Regions from separate parts of the Anas platyrhynchos genome. Here region 1 is linked to region 2. Evidence: chromatin contacts called from public Hi-C data. All regions are on one chromosome and are shown on one strand. The core of a region is the stretch at or near the end of the contact, and the rest is flanking DNA. Distances in the headings are between cores, read along the strand shown.

The links. A called contact is a pair of places that touch in the nucleus more often than the background predicts.
Region 1: a Hi-C map of liver shows a contact between it and region 2, with 5 times the contacts expected there. The contact joins the enhancer-like site here to the promoter of CCDC88C in region 2. A contact is called at or near these places in 5 of 8 Hi-C or Micro-C datasets (F1 follicle, liver, skeletal muscle and 1 more).

Annotation. Positions count from the first base shown.
Region 1 is chr5:17,166,686-17,173,204 of IASCAAS_PekinDuck_T2T, forward strand. CCDC88C (coiled-coil domain containing 88C) reads left to right here. Exons shown (of 31, transcript XM_038180263.2): 13 at 834-1,015; 14 at 4,549-4,686; 15 at 6,107-6,519. Among named protein-coding and RNA genes, the nearest start is that of GPR68, 39 kb to the right of the region's middle. Within about 2 kb of position 2,421, at least 2 of the 8 cell types and tissues checked have an H3K27ac peak or open chromatin away from gene starts, as enhancers often do.
Region 2 is chr5:17,105,101-17,112,022 of IASCAAS_PekinDuck_T2T, forward strand. CCDC88C (coiled-coil domain containing 88C) reads left to right here and starts at 3,719. Exons shown (of 31, transcript XM_038180263.2): 1 at 3,719-4,069; 2 at 4,167-4,267. The coding sequence starts at 4,010.

The sequences.
Region 1 (6,519 bases), core at 1,171-3,670, 60 kb after region 2:
AGTACAGACAATTAGCACAGACAATTAGCTGGTCTTTAAGTTCCAGGAAGTAGTGGATGCTGAAGTCATTTATTTTTACTAGGTACTGAAAAATGTGTATGGGTAGAATAACTGGCTGATTATTTTTTTTGAATGGTTGATTTCATTTCTGTAACTACCACAAATGTAACTAATGCTCAATTCACTAGTCAGGCCTTATCATTGTTTTCCATGTCTAACATTCATTCTGTTTATAATACCAGCCTAAACAACAATGCTAAGGGGAACTTGGGAAATACAAAATATTTCATGCAGTTCTGTGTACAGATTTTATTGATTAATTAGTCACCTGATTCTGCATATTTGTCTTTGTGTACCAGAACAGTGTAATTGAAGACAAAGGAATAAATTTGAGTAATCAGGTGTTCAGTTTTACTTAAGTTTTCACTAGCTTTAGGAACTGCATCATCCTTGGTGTTTTCACAAATAATTCTTAGTGTTTTATTTCCTGCCTTGATTTATTTCCTCTTGTGGAAGTATGAAAGGGTATCAAAGTCTATTTTGCTATTAAAATAAAATATGCAGCTAGCATGTTTAAAGTGGCTTCAGGAGAGTTAGGAAAGTAAGTAGCTTTTAAGATGGTTATCTGTTCAGGTACTTCCCTATTTATTAAAGGTTTTAATTATCATCTGTAGAAAGGGGTTCTATTTTAAATAAAGTGTTTACTTAACAGTCAAGCTGAAACGATAAGGATCTAACTGCAATTATCTTCATAAAAGTGAATCTTAAGGACCTGGAAAAGAACATATTTGTGAATTGATTAGAGCCACCTTCTGATTCTCATGTTTCAACAGCTAGAAAGTCTTTTGTGTTTGAGTTGAATGAATGTGCTTCGAGTCGCATACTGAAGCTAGAGAAGGATAATCAGAGCTTGCAGAACACAATCCAGGAGCTGAGAGATGCCTCCTTGACCTCCAGAGAGAGCAGTCTAAAGTTTGTGGAACTGGAAAAGGAAAATCAACAGCTTAGCAAAAAGGTAATCCTTGTTCACAGGAACAAACAGAGCTCTTGGGTTTTTGAACACAGTGTGTGCAGAGCTTTACAGCATTCCTGAATGATGAAAGATTGGAGGGAATTCACCAATGTTCTTCAGTAAGACTGTGGATGTTTTGAGGCCCTTCTAGTTAATCTTATTTCAAAGGTGGTATATTCTATCAACTTCTACTTCACTACTTAAGTACATCATTGTAAGCAAAAGTGATTCTTCCTATTTCATATAAACAGTACTCATTTTGCAGTCAGACTGTATTGTCAATTTTGTCCCTTTTGTTGTCTTACGGCAGTCAGTAGTTCTTGCTCTACTAGGTGAGAAAGCCCTGGCCACACTGAAATTATTTCGTTCGTTTGAAAGTTTTAATATTTCTATGCAAGTCAAATAAAACACACAGGTGAAATCAACTTAGTATATTTTTAAAGAAGTCTTATTTTCTGCTAGTAGTCCTGCATCAGTTCTTTCTCCTTGTCTCTTCCTTTTGGCTCTTAGATATTCTCATTCTCTGCAAAGATCTGGCTTCTTTTAATCACTGGTAACAAATGTGCATGTTGTCACTTTTCAAACGTATATTTATATATATATATAGAGAGAGAGACATATATATATATATATATATATATATATATATATATATATATATGTATGTATGTCTGTGTTACACTCTGTTATTAACTTACTACAGTTAATTCAAATGCCCATGTCTCTGTGAAACACAGTGCTTGGTTCACCTCCAACTGCTAGCTCCGTTGTTGTCTGGCTGTTGACTTGCATTCTGAATTCCGATGAATTGAGCCAAATGCCAGCAGGGAAATGATGCTTGCTATTCTGAATAATTTCCTTGTCAACTTTTTCCACATTCCTACCTTTCCTAAATCACCCAGGATATAAACCCCATTTATCTCTCCCCCATTGCTGCTGTGTCCTGTGTGTATGACATCAATACAAGGATTCCAGTCCTCTCTGGCCTGCTTATGGGGCAAGAGAACGCTTTACCAGGACAAGGGGAGAAAGAATCTTTATATGAAATGCTGGTCATGTATTACTAGATCAAAACTAGAAGAGAGTCAGATTCTCTGCCAAGGAGAACAGGGATCCATCACCGAATCAATCCATCTCCTGGAAAGATTCTTTTGCCACCAAGTTGAGAGACCAGTTCTGCTTCTTGCCTTTCTTCTGTGCACAAAGAAAAATGCAGGAATTCAGTTCAGTGTACTCCTCCTTCCACACTCCCATTTATGACCTGTTGTATATGAATAATTCACTCCAGCTCTAATTTACATGCTTAAAATTTGAGATCAAGAAATATAAAGCAGTCAGCAGATACCTGTGGTATACAGCAATTTAAGTAATTTAAACAGCTGTGGTCAACCTTTGGCTTTGCCTCAGGCACATTCCTGTGGGCACCTCCAGTTATGGCACTGTTTTGGTGCCAGCAGTTGTGATTCCAGCATTAGTCTGATGTTTTCAGTGATGATGAATGCATTGACATGGGTGGGTCATCTACACGGCTGGTAGTTAAATAAGACAACACGCAGTAGTGGGGAATGCCTGTGAGGTGTGAAGGGGCCGCTGTACGCATCGGACCAATGAGAGAAAATGGCAGTTAAAAATACTGCTATCGAGAGCAGCTGAAATGTGTGAAAGGGTGTAAATCAAGCTCTACTAGAGAGACAAAGAGTATGATGGGAGCTGACTTAAGTCTGTAAGTTCTGACTCAATACCACAGGCTACTCAAGTTGCTGACTAGCTTCACATCTCCCATTCAGGAAGCTTTGGAAAAAAAAACCCACAGTATTATTCTGTACTCTGGGAGATACGCAGTTGTGTCTTGGTGTGCAGAAACCTGATACCTCAAATCAGGATTATTTTTACTTATCATGTGTTTGTTTGCATTCGCATTTTTAAATCTTTGTTTGCTCCACCATACTTCTGTATTTCTCTGACACATGTATCGTCTTAATTAGAGGGTATGGCTGCTCACTGGGGAGGTCTCTGTGACTAATGATGGAGTGGTTACTCTGCAGTAGGCAGAGGAGAGGGCAACAGTTCTCAAGGACTGTTAAAAGACACTTTGTATGAACTCTGATTTCATTCTGGAGTTCACACAGAGCAAGAGAGAGAGTGATTTTCTCAATTTAGTGTGCCTTTATGCATGTATGTGTATTTTTTTTTAAATAAACTTTCCTGAGATACACATAGTAAAGTCATTTAAGACAGTTAAGTCATTTAAGAGTCAGATTTCATCTGCTGTCCAAGAGTTTCAAGAACTGTTACCAGAGTATGCTTTGCTATCTACTGCTTGCAAGGATCACGTTGCCAAACTAGATTATTTAAATAGTACAAGGGGAGATGATATGAAGGAAAAGTCCTCTATATCTGTTTATTTCTTTCTCTCAATGTTTTGAGAGAAACTCTTAACAGAAAATCATTTCTTGGGCACAATCTAGTAGCAGCCCAAGTACTTGTTTTCCCTGCACTTCTAGCTCCTTGGACTGAAACAAGTTGTAAATGGTAGTTTCTTTCTTGTCTCCAGTATTCTAGGAGGTGCTAATGAAGACCAGCTATTGCTGAATTACTGAGTTTATGTTCCAGCCTTCTCTGAACGGCTCCTTTGAGACCAATGAACCTTAACATGGTCACATTTCTAAATGTTAAGCCATTCTTATCTTCAATCTGAGCAGCCCCTGCTTGTTTAAACACTTCCTGTAATGAGGCACATGTTGATATAGGCAGAGCCCAGCCTCTAGCTATTTCCCACTTGTGAGAATTATTGTTAATACCTTTTTCATTGACATTTTCACTGTTGGCAAAGTTTCTAATACCAACACACACAAAATAAAAGCCAATATTTATGCACAGCTGAAGGTTTTCACAGCACTTTACAAGGATAAGAAGGAGTATTTCCTGAAATGGGCAGCCTACCTCTCGGAATCTCTTGCTTCTAAATACTAAAGTGGTGCTACTTCTCTGTGCTCAGTTCATTATTTGTACAGCTTTCAAAGTGAGGGACTAGGAAGCCATCATTCATTGTAGGGACCTTATTCACAGGTCATTGAAATACAGCATTGTCACCTGCTGGGAAAATGGGACTGACAGACCACTGGGAGAGGGAAGGTAAACTTGGAAACTTCAATGCTTTTCCTCTGTTCCCGACTGTTTAAATCCTATTGCTCAGTGAATTGCTGTAATAACAGTGTCCACTGTTTGAGTAAGGCCATCAGTGATGGAGAAGACAAGTCACTCAGAGAGGTGAGCACCAGAAACTGTAGCCACTGACAGGAGCAAAACAGTGCGCTCAGGCAGGTGAATTGTTTTCCACTGCTGTACGTTACTGTGAGAAAATTCAGCAGTACTTTTCACCCTCTTAAGACTGGCAAGCAGCAGAAGAGAAAGATTTGTATCTGTCAGCCATAGTCCTCATTTCATTCCTTTCATTTCTTCAGAATACTTTAAAGTTTGAACTGTCATTATATCAAGCTGTGACTGATATATTTTTGTGTGTTCTCTCCACACAGATTGAGAAGTTACAAAATCAAATTGAAAAAGAGAAGCAAAGTAATCAAGATCTGGAAACCTTGAGTGAAGAATTGATAAAAGAGAAAGAACAGCTACAAGTTGTCATGGAGACACTAAAAGCCGACAAAGACAGACAGGTGGAAACTTTACGAATGTAATCTAAAAGCATATGCTCAGTAGTGGAAATTTGCTGATGCCATTTAGAGCCTCTGGTTCTCTCAGGGATACAGGGCAATTTGAGAGCTATTACATGTAGGCTCAACTTGTTCAAATGTAGGTAAAACGTTTCTTTGTGCAAAAAAGCCCAATATGTTTTGGTAGCTACTACTTCTGTTGCCATAAGGGCATCTTCAGGCTGTTGGTTGTAAGAGCAGATCTTTTCTTCTTTGAGAAAAAAAAGCCCTGGATCCTACTAAACAGGCACTGACTGATTTTAGGATGTGCAAATAAAATCCTGTTTTATTGCAGAAGAATCTGCCACCAGTTGGATGTCCTGAATGCTTTTTTTTTTTTTTTTTTTAAGACCACTTAGTCTATTTTAAAAAGATGCTGTGAAAATATTTACATTTTCTGGACTGATATTTTAAATGTCCTTCAGCTTTTAATATTGTGTTGCAGTTCATGTGCAATGCCTTGAAACTACTCTGTTATAGGTTCATGCAAAGTATCATCTGCATTAAGTAGACCAATGGCTAAAGAAAATGCATATACAGATCATTGGTGGCTGGGATGTGTATTTTCAATATTTATTGGAATTTACTCCAAGATTTGTGGGATGGAGGTTAAATACAAAATGTTTTATGTAGTGCTTTTCATCCTGAAGCATTCTTACACAGGCTTCTACCTGGGAAACTGCACTTTACCAACAAAGTCATACATTTCAGAGCACATACGGACTCTTTGAGTTTGCAGTTGATGAATGATTCACAGGTAGGGCAAGAAGTAAAAACAGAAGTCAGCCACTGGAAAAGGGCAGATTCTGAGTTTTCAGGCTCAACTCCTGCTTCATTTTTTGGGATATTGTTTAGATAAGAATCAGATGCAAATTGCAGTCTAAATTGCAATTTCTTCATCTGGAATTTGGCCAGGAGGTAAATGTACTGCTTTCACAGAAAGTGTATCTTTAATGAGATCTATAACTGCTAGAAGAAAAACTTCTGGGGTTCTGAAGTCTTATCAGGGAAAATTTGTGTCTTCAGATCCCAGAGACAGGAATGTAAACCTAAACAGAAAGGTAACATTTATTAGGAATGATTCATAATGAAACATCCTCTCTGAGGTGTTCTCTGAAAGTCTATTGTCCACTTTTTATCTCTGCTTAGATCTTGCCTAGTAGGAAGAATACAAAACCAATTTTTAGTTCATTAGAGTACCAAGATACAAGAGGTAACAATTTTTTCATTAGTTTGGATTGCTGGTAATCAGGGAAAACTGTTCTGAAATTTTTCTTGTGTTAAAGAGATGCTTTTGTTAATCAAGACTAAATTGTAGTGTATGTTGTAAGGTGGATGAGTAACATTTGTGTTTGTTTTTTTTTTTTTTTTATCCTCTATGTAGATAAAGGACCTTAAACAAGAAAATGATCACCTTAATCAAGTGGTATCATCTCTGAGACAAAGATCTCAAGTAAGCAGTGAGGCAAGAGTGAAAGATATTGAAAAAGAAAACAAGATCCTCCATGAAACGGTTACAGAAACTAGTACCAAACTGAACAAGTTGGAATTTGAGAAGAAACAATTGCAGAAGGATTTGGACCAGGTTAAAGAAAAAGTGGAAAGAGTGGAAGAAATGGAAAAAGAGCTCCATCGTCTGGAGAGGGAGAATGAGCAACTCACAAAGAAGGCAGCAGCAATGAAAATAGTGACAGAGAAAGTCGAAGTTCTTGAGCAGGAAAATGGGAATCTGGAAGTGGAAAATAGGAAACTAAGAAAATCACTGGACACATTACAGAATCTTTCTATCCGTCTTGG
Region 2 (6,922 bases), core at 2,469-4,968:
ACTATGCAGCTGGCCTAAATTTCAGCACTGAATGACCATCGCACCCTGTACCAAAGGTTAATGCTAGGTTTTCTGGGAGTTTCTCTCTGAATGTTTTCTTTCAGATCCCAGCCACAGAGCCTCAGTAAATCACCACCACCCCCCTGCATTCAGATTGATCTAAGGCACGTTAGCAAATATTGCTGGGGTTTTGTTTATGTTTTGTTAGTACAGTTTTGTTTCTTTTTAATTTTCATTCAGATTTTTCTAAGACAGCTTTTTTACTAGCTGTCGCCCAATAAAATGAACAAAATGGAAAAGCGTATTTCAGAATCAGATACTACAAGGGCCAAAGCTATCTCCTGGCCACCTTCCTTTTTCCCTGGCACCCGTTGTTTGCAGCTCCAGAGCCTATTTAAAGTAAACCTGCCCCACAGCTGAGAAGTTGGTTGATGAACAGTAGAGTCATATTTACAAGAAAGCTGCTTAACGACAGTCCCGAGCAAAGGAAGAGAAAGAAGCCCTTTCCTGATTACCATGAGTTTAACTCCCGTATTGTAACCCTGTAAATTCTGTTATTCCCATCCCTCGGCAACTCGGGCTTCCGAGGGCGGTGAATGGCGGAGCTTTGTTGGTGGCTGTAGTGGTTGCCAGGGGACTGCCTGCGGACGCTGAATCACGCCATTTACAGTCAGCCTCGAGGAACATTTGGAAATGCTCGAGCTTCGAAATTTCCCTCTGTGGTCTGCGCTGCTGAGAGTCGAGTGCTTTGTGGCTGTGAAGAGCGCTTTAGAAACACACACCGTGATAACGGGCGTTAAAAATTCTGGTGCCTCTAGCTGCTAGTACACTGATGGTGCTTTAAAATGTGCTGGTGCTTCTTGCTCCTCCGATGCTTGTGTTTTGAGTCAGTGCGCAAGTGGTGTGAAAACAAGTTGTTGCAAGTCACATTACATGCTACAAATGTGTATTTTCCACACTTGTTTGCTGTAAGAGGCATGGTTCTGAAATACAATTGCATTTGTGTATTTGAGTCTGAGCTTTCCTGGATATATTAATTGGAATGCATTTTTTTTTTTTTTTTTTTTTTTTTTTTTGCCTGCTGTGTGAAGGCAGCAGCTTCAGGTGCCCCAGAAATGAGAACTCGGCCTGCAGTGGGAGCTTTCACAAGGGGTCTTTGATGAAAGCCAAGTAGCTAAAAGAGAGCTGACACCAGAAACCAGGTCACGGTTTGGAGAAAGCAGGGAAGGAAGCACCGCAAGCCGGGCTGGGGCTGACAGGGAGGGGACACAATTCCTGAGGGGAGAAGAAAAGCATTCGGACTGGGGGTTACAAGCGAGGGCGTCTCCTGGCCCTGGGCCTCCCGGCGCTCCAGGGCAGGCTCCGGGGCTCGGGCCCCACGGCCGGGCTGGCCCTGCCTCAGGCCGCGGCCCCCGCTCCCCGCAGCGCCCGGCCCCGGCCTGCAGCACCCGCGGCGGCCGGCGGGGGGGGCCGGTGCTGCGCCCAGGGAACGGGCCCGGGCCGGGGAACGGCACGGAGCGGGGCCGGGGCTGGTCCCGGGGCCGTGCCCCCAGGCCGAGCAGGCAGCGTGCGGCTCCCGGCCGAGTCCTGCGCCGGGTGAGAAACCGGGGCTGTTGTAACTGTGCTCCACGGTGCAGGACAATCCCCACACCCTTTAGCTGTCTCACGGTTTGTGACCCCTACATCTGACAAAGCAACTGTTCTGTGATTTTTAGGAGTTTCTGGAGGCATGCTCCTACAAACGGGTCTGATTCAGGCTGTGAAAAGGAGGAAAATGTTCTTGCGTTTGTATTCTGGCTTCTCTGAAGAGGTTGTGTATTTTTCAAATATTATTAAGTCCTTTTTCTTTTGACTATTCATTAACACAATCATCCTCCGCTGTAAGCACCACAACAGCTTTAAATTTTATTTAATGAAATATATTCACAAGACAGGAGATCACAAGGCTTGGAGAAGTTAAATTATAGCAGTCTGTCTCTCTGAAGTGTTGAGAAATAATTAATCATTCCCCTTCTCGCCATACCTGAGCAGTTGTTGCGCTCAAAAGCATGCTGTTTGTCCTTCCAGCTACAGCAAACAGCGTCCCTGCAGCCCCCTTCTTTTTGGGGGCGGAAAAGCTGAGACAACATGGTTCCCACAACACAAGGTAAGTGTGATTTAACTGTTTGTACCCGCTGGTACATCCTCTCAAGGACCGTGGAGAGAAGTGGCTGCACCAGGTTGTAAGGGGCAGCTCACAGAGGTCAGGTCCCTGGTATCGTGTTGGTCCACAAAGGTTAAGGATCAAAACATGCCTGATCATTAGCATGCTTAAATAGCACGTTCATGAGCTAGCTGTTCCTGTATAATGAATGGGATCCATCCAAATGCAGACCTGGAGGTTTGGGCTACCCCTGGTGTCTTTAATAAGGGCAGGGAGGTTTTCCTCCATGAACACTTCCCCCTGTGGGGCTGGGCTAATGAAGCAGGCAGCAAGCAGGGGTAGTGCAGGCAGGAAGGTGCCATCTTCCCTCGGGCTGACCTCGCCTCAAAATGGCTGATGGGGGGTGACCAACTCGGGGCAACCCCTGCTCTCCAGCCTGGGGGAAGTTTCCCTTTCTCAGATGCCCACATGAGGTCTCACCACCCTCCCACTAATATATCTGTGTTTTATTGCCATGTTTCCTGATTAACACTGACTCTACCTACACAGCTGCCTAAAATAAAGATCCTTGTGAAGCAAATCATTAAAACTGATCTTACGTGGGACAAGCAGGCTGCTGCAATGAACAACATTGTCTGTCACTGTAATGGATTGCTTACAAACCGCTCAGTTCCTACAGGCAAAACAACATCTGTCCCTCCTGACAGAACGGAGCTGCGCACACGTGTGCCCACATCCCTTCTCGAAAATAGGGGTGGGAGATCCAGTGGTCAGCAAGAAAAAGAACTGCAGAAATGATTTGCCTGACTTGGTAAGATCCAAAATGCATTTTGTGAGCTTACTGTGATTAAACAAGGCATAGCCAAAGTGCATTTTGGAGTGATTGATGCATAGAGAAAGACTTGTGTGTGACAAATAGAACACGCTTGTTCTGGGGATAAATAAAAGGGTGTAGTCATCCAGATACAACTAAGAAACAGAAAAAACTCCATTAGAATTACGGAAGAACCTCAGATTACCTGGAATTATTATTTTTAACTAAAATAAAGTAAGTTATTGTCTCTCTCTCCCCCCACCCCACTGGGAAACAATTTGCCTGCTGAGCGATTGCTGGGGGTGCTGAGCAGCAGCGGGCCCAGAGGCTGCTAGCCACGGGCTGTAGCCACTAGCCACGGCCCACGGGCTGTAGCCACGGGCTGCCAGGCGCGGCCCCGCCGAGCAGCGCTGTCCCCTTGGCAGCGCTGTCCCTAACAAACCACCTGATGCTGTGTGGGGACAGCGGCGAGGACCGAGTGCTGCTTGCCCCTCGCTTCGTTTTACAGGCAGCGGCCGTGAGCTCGCGCACAGCCCCATTTTCTCCGAGATTTCCCCTTTTTGCCCGCTGGCGCTGAGCGGGCACCCAGCCGCCCCCGCACCCCCCAAGCGGCCACCTCAGGGCCGGGCGGGGGCACCCTCCGCCTCGCCTCCTCCCGCCCCCTTCCTCCTCCCATTGGCCCGCGCCGGCCGCTCGGCGGCTCCCATTGGCGGCGGGCGCCGCCCGTCACGGCGGCGGGGCTGTAGTGGCCGGGGCGAGGCCGCGCCCCGCCGCAGGTAGCAGCGGGGCCGGGACGGGGCCGCGCCGCGCGGGCTCCGGGAGCGGCCCCGCAGGAGCCTCCGCGCCCACCCCCCGCGGGCGGCCGCTGCCTCCCCCCCAGCCCCGCCGCCATTTCCCGTCCCCGCTCCCCTTCGCCGCGCTCCGCCGGGCCGGGGGGCGATGAGGCGCGGCTCGCCGCCGCTGTAGGCGGGCGCTGCCCGGCGGCGGGGCCATGGGCTCGGCGCCTTTGTCTGCCGAGTGAGCCGGCCCCGCTGCCGCGCCCTCCCGGCGACATGGACGTGACCGTGTCCGAGCTCCTGGAGCTCTTCCTGCAGAGCCCGCTGGTCACCTGGGTGAGTCCGGGGGGCAGGCGGCCGGCGGGCGGCTCCCGAGGCACCTGCCTCGGCCGCGGCGCTGCCTTGCCCTCCTTCATCCTTCCCTCCCCGGCAGGTGAAGACCTTCGGCGCCCTGGCGAGCGGCAGCGAGGACAAGCTGGGCATGTACATGGAGCTGGCGGACGGCGTGCTGCTCAACAGGATCATGCTGCAGATGTGAGCGGGGCGCCGGGGGCACGGGGGGGGCTGCCTGCCTTCGGAGGGGGACAGAAAGAAAGGGGCGAAACTCAACCCTCCGTCCCCACCGGGTTTGCTTTTGCTGCTTCAGCTCGCCCTGGTCTTGCAGGGTTTTAGGCGGCTGCCCGGTGCTGAGCGTGCCCCTCGGGGGAGGCTGTGCTGCAGGGTAAATAAGGAAACGAAAGCGCCTCATCGGGTGAAGCTTTACTGGGGAGGTTGCAGCTGAAGCGTGTCTATGTGGTCTTGTGAGATTTGGCGTTAAAAACAGGTTGGCAAAGGGAAAACTTCACTTTGCTAGCTGCTGTATCTCTCAGGCAGCGCTGCAGAGATATGTCTCAAGTAAACTTACAAGTAGGTTAAAAGCCCGAACTGAAAATAACTCTTTTCTCTTAACACTGAAGTAAATTGTCGCTAAAGCATGCATTTTTAACCACATCCTTTCCTGCCACTGCTTTGCTGCGCACAGATCCTGGCTGTTTCTGTTTCATCTCTGTAATTGCTTTTAATACTCTGAAACGCATCTGATGAAGAGCTGGCAGGGAAAGGTATTTGACTCGCAGGGGAGGAAGCTTCCAGCTTCACCCAGTTCTGGTACTGCCCTCCTCACAGAATGAAACCGAGTAAGGCTCACCCAGTGACTTGTGATGTTAGGCCAACTTCAAGCACATAAATGAAGAGCACATATTAGGTATTAGGGTCTTTAAATGTGTTTTTTTTTTTTTTTTTTTTTTTGAAAAGTAACAAAAAAAAGTACGAGAAGCTGTGCCCCACCTGCTCAAGTTAGCAAGTTCTGCTATCTTCTGGTACCTGGCTGCACCAGCTCTAAAGACAATCGAGCTTTCTTCTGGTTTCGTTATTGCTAACGTTGGAAATTCTGTACTGGAACTTGGACAGTGAAGATTTGAAGGTGCAGATTCATGATTCAGAAAAGGACCCAGATCGGTCACCCCACTTGGGGTTGATGCAGTAGTAGTGTAAAATGGAGTAAAGTGCTAGTTGTAAAAGGAAGATGCAAATTCTAGCATTTCTGAGGAATAATTATGCTTCCAAAAGAGAACTTTCTGCAAATTGGAGCCTTGAGCATGAGCATTCAAACGCGGATTTGTACCTTTTCCAAAGTGTGGGAAACAGAACTTTGCACCAAACGTAGTGGTCATATATCAGAGCAAACCAACCAAAGTGTCAAGGACCCACAGTGATTGTGAGTCTGCTGCAGATTTAACTAGACTGTCACCATTCTCTAATGTGTGAAATAATTAATTATTTCAAAACAAGGAAAATGAACTTAGTCACTCCCAATTTTGGTTACTAAATGGGCAGAAGATTTGTGATATTTAATGACTGTAAGATTCTGAAGCGAGTGATAGATTTGAGAAGTGCTTTATCAGTTGACATATACAATAAACAAACTTAAGTATTCTGTAATTCGCCAGTTGTAATATCTGAGGTGACATAAAGTTGTTCGGGTCTGTGGAGCAACTTAATGGTGCTCTGGGGACAGGGAGTGAGCAATAAAAGCTTCTTGAAATGAGGAATTTAAGTGTATCGACTAACAGTGCAGGGACGCTAGTTGGAGTTTTCTGGGTTATCATGTTGGTGAGAAATGCCCTGGCATGTTTACTTGCCTTAGGGAGTCAGGAAAGTAAGTCTGTTTCTTCCAGAAGATAGATCTCTGCCAGCAGTGCCACAGTGTTCTTGAGGGAAGCACAGGCAGGACTGAGTAGGAAACTGACCCATTATTCACAATTGAAGCTTTTTTTCCCCTTTTTAGGCAGCTTTGGCAGTGTTTCTAATGATGGTGGGGGAGCTTGAAATTAAGACATTTCTACTGAGAGCCTGAAGCTGTTTAACTAAGGAAAGATCCTGGCTGTATTTATGTATTCTGACTGAGCAGGGTGCTGTCTGTGACCTTCATTTGTTCTGACCTAACCTTTAGAACTTGCGATGCAATTACTCCTTACCTGTAGATTGGGAAGGCTTTTCAAGGAGTGTTTCTGCCCTGCAAAGTTTTCAGAATAAAAAAAAAACAAATGTGTTTTTAAAATGCTTGCTCACCAGTTTGGCAAGCCTTGGTCCCTGAGGATGACTCTTAGTGCTTGGCTTGAGATTTGTTCCTGGTGAAATTGTATTAATGAGGGCCTTTAAGAAATATGATAGAATTTGGTATGCCATGATACCCTTCATTGCCTGAAAGCACGTGTGCCTGCATACATGTGCGTGCACGCAGAGAGTCAAATAGCTGCCCTCATGTTGTGGTTAGCTGTATTCTTGCCTGTGTGTTGTTTCAGTTTTAGTTATTCAGGTTACTTTGTTTGCCTGCTTACTGCAGCACAAATAACACGGGCATATGACCCTACATCTAGACACCGGGTGTGATGCAGTACTTTGCTGCAGACCAACAGGTTTCTTCTGATGAAGGTTTCAGAAGCCAAATTCTTTTGAATTTCCTTATTAAAACTAAAATGCTTGTTGTCCTCCAGCTAAGCAGAGTTGAAATTTCATACGTGGCTAGAAAGTCTGGTGGCTCTGTGAAGAAATCCAGATATACCTGTTGAGAATGAGTTCACGCAAAAGCAGGGCTGTTTGAGGTGCAGGGAGGGCTGTACTAGTTCAGTCACTCTCCAGTTCCTGTTG